Regions from separate parts of the Drosophila melanogaster genome. Here region 1 is linked to region 2. The links are chromatin contacts, called in public HiChIP or PLAC-seq maps. All regions are on one chromosome and are shown on one strand. Each heading gives the region's core, a stretch centred on a gene start, on an enhancer-like site or on the middle of the called end of the contact. The rest is flanking DNA. Distances are from core to core; before and after follow the strand shown.

What was found. HiChIP or PLAC-seq counts read pairs in DNA pulled down with a chosen protein or histone mark.
Region 1: a contact with region 2 is called in a Psq HiChIP or PLAC-seq map of the Kc167 cell line, with 5 times the contacts expected there. The contact joins the promoter of sqd here to the promoter of pic in region 2. A contact is called at or near these places in 2 of 107 Hi-C or Micro-C datasets (embryo and eye imaginal disc) and 2 of 6 datasets of contacts at active chromatin or transcription factors (both in the Kc167 cell line).

What each region holds. Positions count from the first base shown.
Region 1 is chr3R:13,644,168-13,647,930 of dm6, reverse strand. sqd (squid) reads left to right here and starts at 1,627. Exons shown (of 7, transcript NM_001260159.2): 1 at 1,627-2,178. The coding sequence starts at 2,012. rin (rasputin) reads right to left here and starts at 927. Exons shown (of 4, transcript NM_169533.2): 1 at 731-927.
Region 2 is chr3R:13,050,543-13,054,353 of dm6, reverse strand. It overlaps pic (piccolo), which reads right to left and starts at 2,109. Exons shown (of 7, transcript NM_142000.3): 1 at 1,885-2,109; 2 at 1,320-1,731; 3 at 193-1,117; 4 at 1-128. The coding sequence starts at 1,945. CG7966 reads left to right here and starts at 2,901. Exons shown (of 6, transcript NM_141999.3): 1 at 2,901-2,960; 2 at 3,071-3,234; 3 at 3,430-3,811. The coding sequence starts at 2,948.

The sequences.
Region 1 (3,763 bases), core at 378-2,877, 590 kb before region 2:
CAATGAGTTGCGGCAAACCCACACGCACACATATTCGGTTATGAACGCGCCGCTCTTTCGGGTTCTCTCTTTCCCACTCTATTTCTGCTTGCGAACCGCGTGTGTAGGAAGAACAAAGAAAGCTATAGTTGAAGAGCAGCATTTAAACAAAAATGTACAAAAACAAAATTTTTCGTACATTTTTAGGTTATGCACAAGCGATAATAAAAAAAGCCGCTAAAATGGTAAAAAAAAAAATTTAAGAGATAGAGCCCTGCCGCAATAATAAAATATACGCCCATTTAGCATTTTTTATGTTGATTTTTTCCTAGTATGCGCCACCCCTTTGAAAATGGAAAATGCTAGTTTTTCTAGACCGCGCACACGAGGCCGTCGCCGGCTCACCTTTTTTAAGCGATATTTTTCCTCGTTTTTATTTTTCCTTTTTGTAATGCACAGTGTGTATTGCTTTTGGGTTGAAGTTTGCCGAAAAATCGGCACTTTTTGTAGCACTTTTCTTTGTTATCTTCCTGCGGGGGGCGGGGAGAGTTGGATTTCTTAGTGGAGCGCTGAAATTATGCGGTTTTTTTAATTTACAAAACGATAGTCGAAACGTATGAAATGCAGTATAAAATTGCAAGCTGCACACAAAACACACAGCCACACACACCAATGCACTCACTCGCTCACACACACACACTAGTCTAGTTTGTTGCAATTCTTTTTGTCTTTTTTTTTGAGAATAACTAACTTGGCAATTCTTGACGTGTATTTTTTGTTGCTTTCTGATGTTTGGCGATCACAGTTGTTGTTGAATTAAGTTACGATGCATATGTTGTGGCTTTTGAGTAGAAAATAATCGCAAACGCAATGAAATTGGACAAGTGTGTTGAATCGAGAAGAGAACCGACGTTCGTTCCTCTTTTCCTCTTTTTTGCCTCTGCACAGTTTTATTCTTGGTTTCGCGTGTGTTGGTGTGTGAATGATGGCGGCTTTTCCAAGGGTGTGCACACACTTCTTTTTTTGGGGTGGTTAATCTAGTATGTTCCATAGAATATTTTGATGAATTTGATATTTTCATATTTGAGCTCAATTAAGCTCATTTTAGGGGCGCTAAGTTTCTTTTAAATAGTTTTATAAAACTTATTTTCATTTTAGCCATTTCCGATTTTTTGAGTAAGCTCATGAAACACCTTTCTTTAAAGGAAACATTTTATATAGCAAATAAATAAAAACCATAATAACGTTATATTATAACCTGTTGGGAAATCCGAATATGAAAATTGTATAAATTTTTGCAAAAAATAAAAATATTTAATATAAACCAATTAAATGATTTAAAATATTGTTGATGTTTCAGCCTATAAGAAGTTAATATGAAAATTCGATTTTAAACAATTCTTTGTATGTAAATGTTGTTTTCGTTCCCAACACATAGTAAATAATGAACATTGTATTTTTTATATTTATAAAATTATAAATGTTTATGAAATACTTAATATTTATTTAAATATTTAAACCTTTAATACAACTAAAATGAATTTATAAACCAAGTAACTTGTCCATTGTGTAAACTGGGCTTTAAAATATTTGTATAAAATTTTTGGTATTCTTTTCATTTTCTCTTCATAGGTGTGTGTACATTGTATAAATCAAAGCTGCCATACTGCAAGCAGACAAGTCACGCGCCCATTTAGCTCCTTATATAGGCTTATTTGGGGTGGTATCGTACAGAAAATCCCAATTTAATCCTTGGCAAATGTATAGCTAACAATCTCCAGGTAGAGCAAGCAAATACAATACAAATATTTACCAAAATAATACCAAATCGACTTGACTGGGAAAACATCAAGGTGGCAACGCCGCACCCATATACACACGCTGTCGTTTGCATTTATCATTTTCCGGTCGTCATTTCATTCGTACGCGCGACTTTTTGGCGAGTGTGTATAAAAATCTCCGGCTCTGCGTAAAAAACGAATATCGTGCTGCCTAGCCCCCGAAATTAGTAGATCAGTCGAAAACACACAAAATGGCCGAGAACAAGCAAGTGGATACAGAAATAAACGGCGAGGATTTCACCAAGGACGTGACTGCCGACGGTCCGGGATCTGAAAATGGTGATGCGGGCGCCGCCGGCTCGACCAACGGCAGTTCGGACAACCAATCGGCCGCATCCGGCCAGCGGGACGACGACAGGTATGTCCATTATCCGGCGGATACGTTTTTTTTTTGTTCTTTTTTATTTTTGCAACGGGCAACCGATGATCATGTGCCCCCCATAGATTTTCTGCTTCTACATAGTGTATATTGCCTACTCTGTTACGTAAATGCAAAGCTAACGTCGTTGGTCGAGTTTCATTGGATTTTACGGGGTTCTGCGGGGGAAGTCTGACCCCTTTTGTGTTCTCTCTCGCTTGCGCTCGTGCGTCGGAGTGTGTTTAAGTGTGTGTGTGTGAGGTGTCGGTGCGACTGTACTTCAGTCATATTAATAGAATCTTCGGGCCAAAATGCATCATCACAGTCTCGGGAGACATGGAAAATTTTCAACGTTTTCCCCTGCACACACACGCACTTTCCGCAATGAAAACCAGAGTTTTCTTAAGCTAGGAGCACATTTTCTCCCCTTTGTGAGGTTATGTTTGTTTCCCACGTTGCCCCACAGACACACTGTGACGCATACGAACACAAATCATACGGTTGCCTTTCACTTGCAAAAAATGTGGCGAAAAAAAACGTTGGAAAAAGTTATGTTTGTATTTGTCAGTGTATTCTTTTTAATTCGCATTACTCTTTGTTTCGGCTATTTCGTTGTTATTTTGTGCTCTTCCAGTTTTGTACCCAAAATGGCGGCTGCATACAGGCATACATACCAACCTAACGCCCGCTGTTCTGTAGGTGTGTGCGTGTTTTGCAGTTTTCACTTATTCTCTTGCTTGCCGGCTTCGCTCGCTCGCCACCTCTTTTGCGCGCTCTTACTCTCAGAGAGCGACAGCCGGCGTTGTTTGGAGTTGCCAAGGCGCCAAAATATTAATTTAACGAACAATTAATGTAAATTATAAATGATAAATAATTTTGATGGATTAAAGCATAGAGATAATGATGATCAAGTAGAATGGTCCTCTTGTTTGCTCCCCTGCGTTTTGGTTTTTAGGTCTAGCGTACACTTCATTTGCCCATCCTTTATGATCATTTTATATCTAAGTTTAATCTTAAGTCACACGATACTGTACATTTAAACGATAATACGAAACCAGCGCTGACGAAGCAGATGCAGATTATTCCCCGTAAAGGAAGAAGGACGAAATGGAGAAATTAAATCGAAAATCATAGCTTATCCTGTTGTCTTGTGAGCGAACTAACCTTGTTCCTCTCCGGCAGGTTTTGAGAGAAGTGAAATGCCCCAGGTCAGGGTTTTAAGCTATGCTCAAGACGGATATGGATTCGGATATGGATTTGGATTCGTATTCCTGCCCCCGGCAAACGGTTACGGATTCGGATTCGGATTCGGCGGACTTATACTTGGAGGATATGCAACCCTCTCCACACTCCAGTCTCCAAAAGTCTCCGCTCCGCCGATACTGATGCTGATGGTATTTATCTATCCAAAACTAAAACAAACAAACAATCAGTCAGTCAGCCAATATATAGAACTATCAACACACAAAATTATCAAGAAATAATCTCGATTTAAAATTGGATCCATATGTAAACTGTATACGAGTATATATTGTATTGTATCTCTTAACGTATAACTTGTAAATTACCTAAAAAAAAAAGAAAA
Region 2 (3,811 bases), core at 860-3,359:
ACCAAGATCTGGGTAGTGTTGCAGGACACAACACCGATGGTACGATCGCCAGTAGGACGCCATTCGGCCACAAGGGCTTTAGTGGCACTGCTAACCAAGCGAACGCTATCCGAAGTAACTTGAATCAACTGAAGTAAAAGGTAAATATTAATTAAATTGATTCTGGATAGTAGGATTTGTGTGGCAACTCACCTGATCATAATCCACATTTGAGCAAAGGAAAGTCTGCAGATCGCTGGCAAATCCGGGAATCTCGGTCTCTTCCACCTCTTCACCAGAAAGCGTGAGAATCCTTGTGTGTCCCACAAAAGCCAGCACCAAAGTGTTCTCATACGGACTCTCATCGACTCCCACCTTTAGAGACCACATGCCCTTAATGCCGGGGAGATCGATGCAGGCATGCTCCTGAATGCCGATGCCTATGCGAATTATGCGTAGAGATCCATCCTTAAAGCTTCCCGAGCATGTGATGATTTGGCCCTGTCCCTGGCGATCCAGATCGACCACAGCAATGTCCAGAATGGGAGCTAGATTGGTGAAATTCTCTACAGGCACGACATATGACCCGTCGATGGCCTCCGAATTCAAGCGCACCAACTGCGAGTCTCCATGACGTGCTCCAATGTAAAGGAAACCATTGTCTAGGTATGTAATGCACTCTGGTATAGAGATCTCGCCTAGTTGCTCCACTTTTATGTCCTTCACAGTCACTCCCTTGCTAGTTTCGGCGGTCCCAAGGAACAGCATATACAGCTGACCATCCATGTTACCCAGCAGATAGCGCAATCCATTGCTACTCACACGGGCGTAACAGTTGATGGTGCTTTGGCGAAAAGTGAGCGGCGCCACAGCGTGATAGTTGCTTCCGTCATGGTATACAATCGATTCCCGACCAATGACGATAACACCACCGATGGGCGACGGCACCGGGATCAGCATTGTGGCCTCTGTTTCCACGTTGTCCTGCTTCCATGCGATTTTCATAAACTCCTTATCCCGCAGATTAATCTCGTGCGACTTTACGTGCCGGCCATCGCTGTCCTTGTGGATCACGATAACTGTGGGATTCAAGCAGCCGTGCAGAAACTCAACATCGTACACGTTTAGCTCATCCATTCTGAAGGGTGAAGGGATACATTATTTTGGAGCTTAATACAGCTTCAATCATAAAACATTTACTAGTTACTTACTAGTAACTAGTAGTGAATGAAAAAATGAAAATGATTCATTAAAAATACAAAACAGGGTAAAACATGATAAGGCGCCGATGTCATGCTCACACGTATTTGTCAAACTACTATAGAATTCACCGGAATTACCTAAGATTTGTGGCTTTCAGCTCGCTAGCATCCTTGTCCATCGGAATGATGGTGAACAGCCCCTGGTAAAGGCACATTCCGATGACCCTAGCCTTGGGATCGATGGCCGCAATAACTCCTCCTTCGGAGGGGATGCCCACCGAGTCGGAAACATTACCATTGGCCTTGGTCACCACCGTGATGACGTCGTTGACCATACGGGCCTCGAGGATCATGACGTTGTAACGACGCGTCAGTATGAAGAGCAAATCCTTGTTGCTGTCGGGCGGTCGGAAGTGGCGCATCACGGCAATGGTGCCATTTATGTTGATCTCTTTTAGGGGGCGCAGTCCCTCCGGCGTGACCAGATCGATTTCCACCTGATTGTTCCGGGCAATGATCAAATTGAGATCCGTGGGCGAGGTGAAGTTGCCTGAGGAGCATACCAAAGAAGCCGGTGCTAAGCAAACAAATCTGTTTCATGGGCTTGTGTAATCCGGCGACCGGCAAACATGCTTGTTTTCTGTTTTCGCCGGGGGAGACCGCATAGGGAGCCCCTCTCTTTCACACGCTCTCTTGTTCTTACCTGTTAGGCAGGCAACAACGGCCGTCGGCTTTTGCGCCGTCACCACGTAGTGATGCGACATGACTGCACACTGTCCAGGATCAGGTTATCCTTAATTCGATAGAGCTCTTCAACTTTGGACTAGTCAGCCGCCACGAGGATAAAAATCGTTTTCGCTGACTTTTAACGCGCTAAAATGTTTCCTGACACGTAGTGTGACCGTTCAACTGTTAAGAACTAATACTGTCCGGCTCAGGAAAATATACTTTTTATTTTGGAAGGTATTCCATTTATGTTCAATATAAATTATGTTGCAGAGAGCGCGTGGATTTTATAAGCTTGTTTTGATTCTTGTACAAGCAAATGACACATTTAAGATTTCCATAAAAGTCTAGAAGATCATTTACAGTCATCGCATAAGCCAGAAAAAAACGAATATCGATATGTGTTGTGTTGCCCCAACTCTCTCTTTTGGCAAGAAAAATCGATTTCGTTTCTTTGCAGCTCTGGGACGCCTTCAAATTGCGGTTAAACTGAAACTGTTTGAAAATAGCTTTTGTAATAAGTGCCTTTAATACCACTATTACCCACACTTTACTTAAATTTCTAAAGCAATCATTGTTATTACATGACAGATTGTTCAGATATTCCCCTACAAGTTATTTACTTGTTTACTTATTTTCTTGTATTGAATACGTATAATTAAATATAATATACTAATTAAAAATAAATAACGAAGACAAGAGAAAATGTCTAAAATAGAAATGAGCTTAATTTAAGTAAATAAATTATATAGCCTTATCTCTAGGGGCGTTGTTTGTTTTGGTTTTTTATTATTATACATATGTTCCTCATGTTCAATAAGTCCACGAAAACGAGCTAAACCTAATCTATACACATTACTGACCTGACCTTACCTGTATTAGTGATAAGAAAGCCGGCCGAACCGGTTCTCTTTAGTAAATGCTTTAAGAGAGTATAAAGATAAGTATCTCCGAGAGAGCCCCAATATATAAAGCTCCCGCTCAACATCGTTTGATATTCAGTTTGCCGCTGTTCTTCGACCCACAACAACCGCCAAGCAATGTCCAATAAAAGTAAGAAAAACAAGAGACGTATATGTACACATTGTACTGCAAACACATGCCCTGAATCTTTGATAAAGACAATCCCGAGCAATTTTGATAATTGAATTGTTATTCCCAAGCCTGTTGCCGAGGACCGGGTTACGCAACCCCCCTGGACGCCATGAGGAGTGGTCCCCGGGAGAAGCTCCTCTACACGGTCACCGTTCAGCCCAACTTGGATGAGCCGCACGGCGATTATCTGTCCACAGTCGACGTGGATCCCGAGAGCCCCACCTACTGTCAGGTAAATAAATCAGGTATCTACACTATTCGATCATTTATCTTGCGGGACAAACAATACTATGTACTTAATAATTAGCTCAATTGGATTTTATATCAATGGATTTATAGCAATCACTTTCGAATATATGTATATTTCCAATTCGGATATTTGTATTACAGATTCCATATTTACATCATTATTAACATCATTTTGCAGATAGTGCACCGTACGTTTACAAATCGCAAGGGTGATGAACTGCATCATTCTGGCTGGAACGCCTGCTCCAGTTGTTACTATGTCGACGAGAGCTCTAAGACGGTGCCAAAAAGAGATAGGCTGGTATTACCGTCCCTAAATTCCGACTTTATATACATACTCGATGTGGTTACGGATCCGCGAAAGCCCGAGATTGTCAAGACCATTGATGGTGATGTCTTGAAGAGCCACAATGTGACGGCTCCGCATACCACACACTGTTTGGCCAATGGGAACATCATGATATCCGTGATGGGCGATGCAGAGGGATATGCCAAGGGTGACTTTATCCTCTTCGATTCGGACTTCAATTGCATCGGTACTTGGACCAAGGGCGATAAGA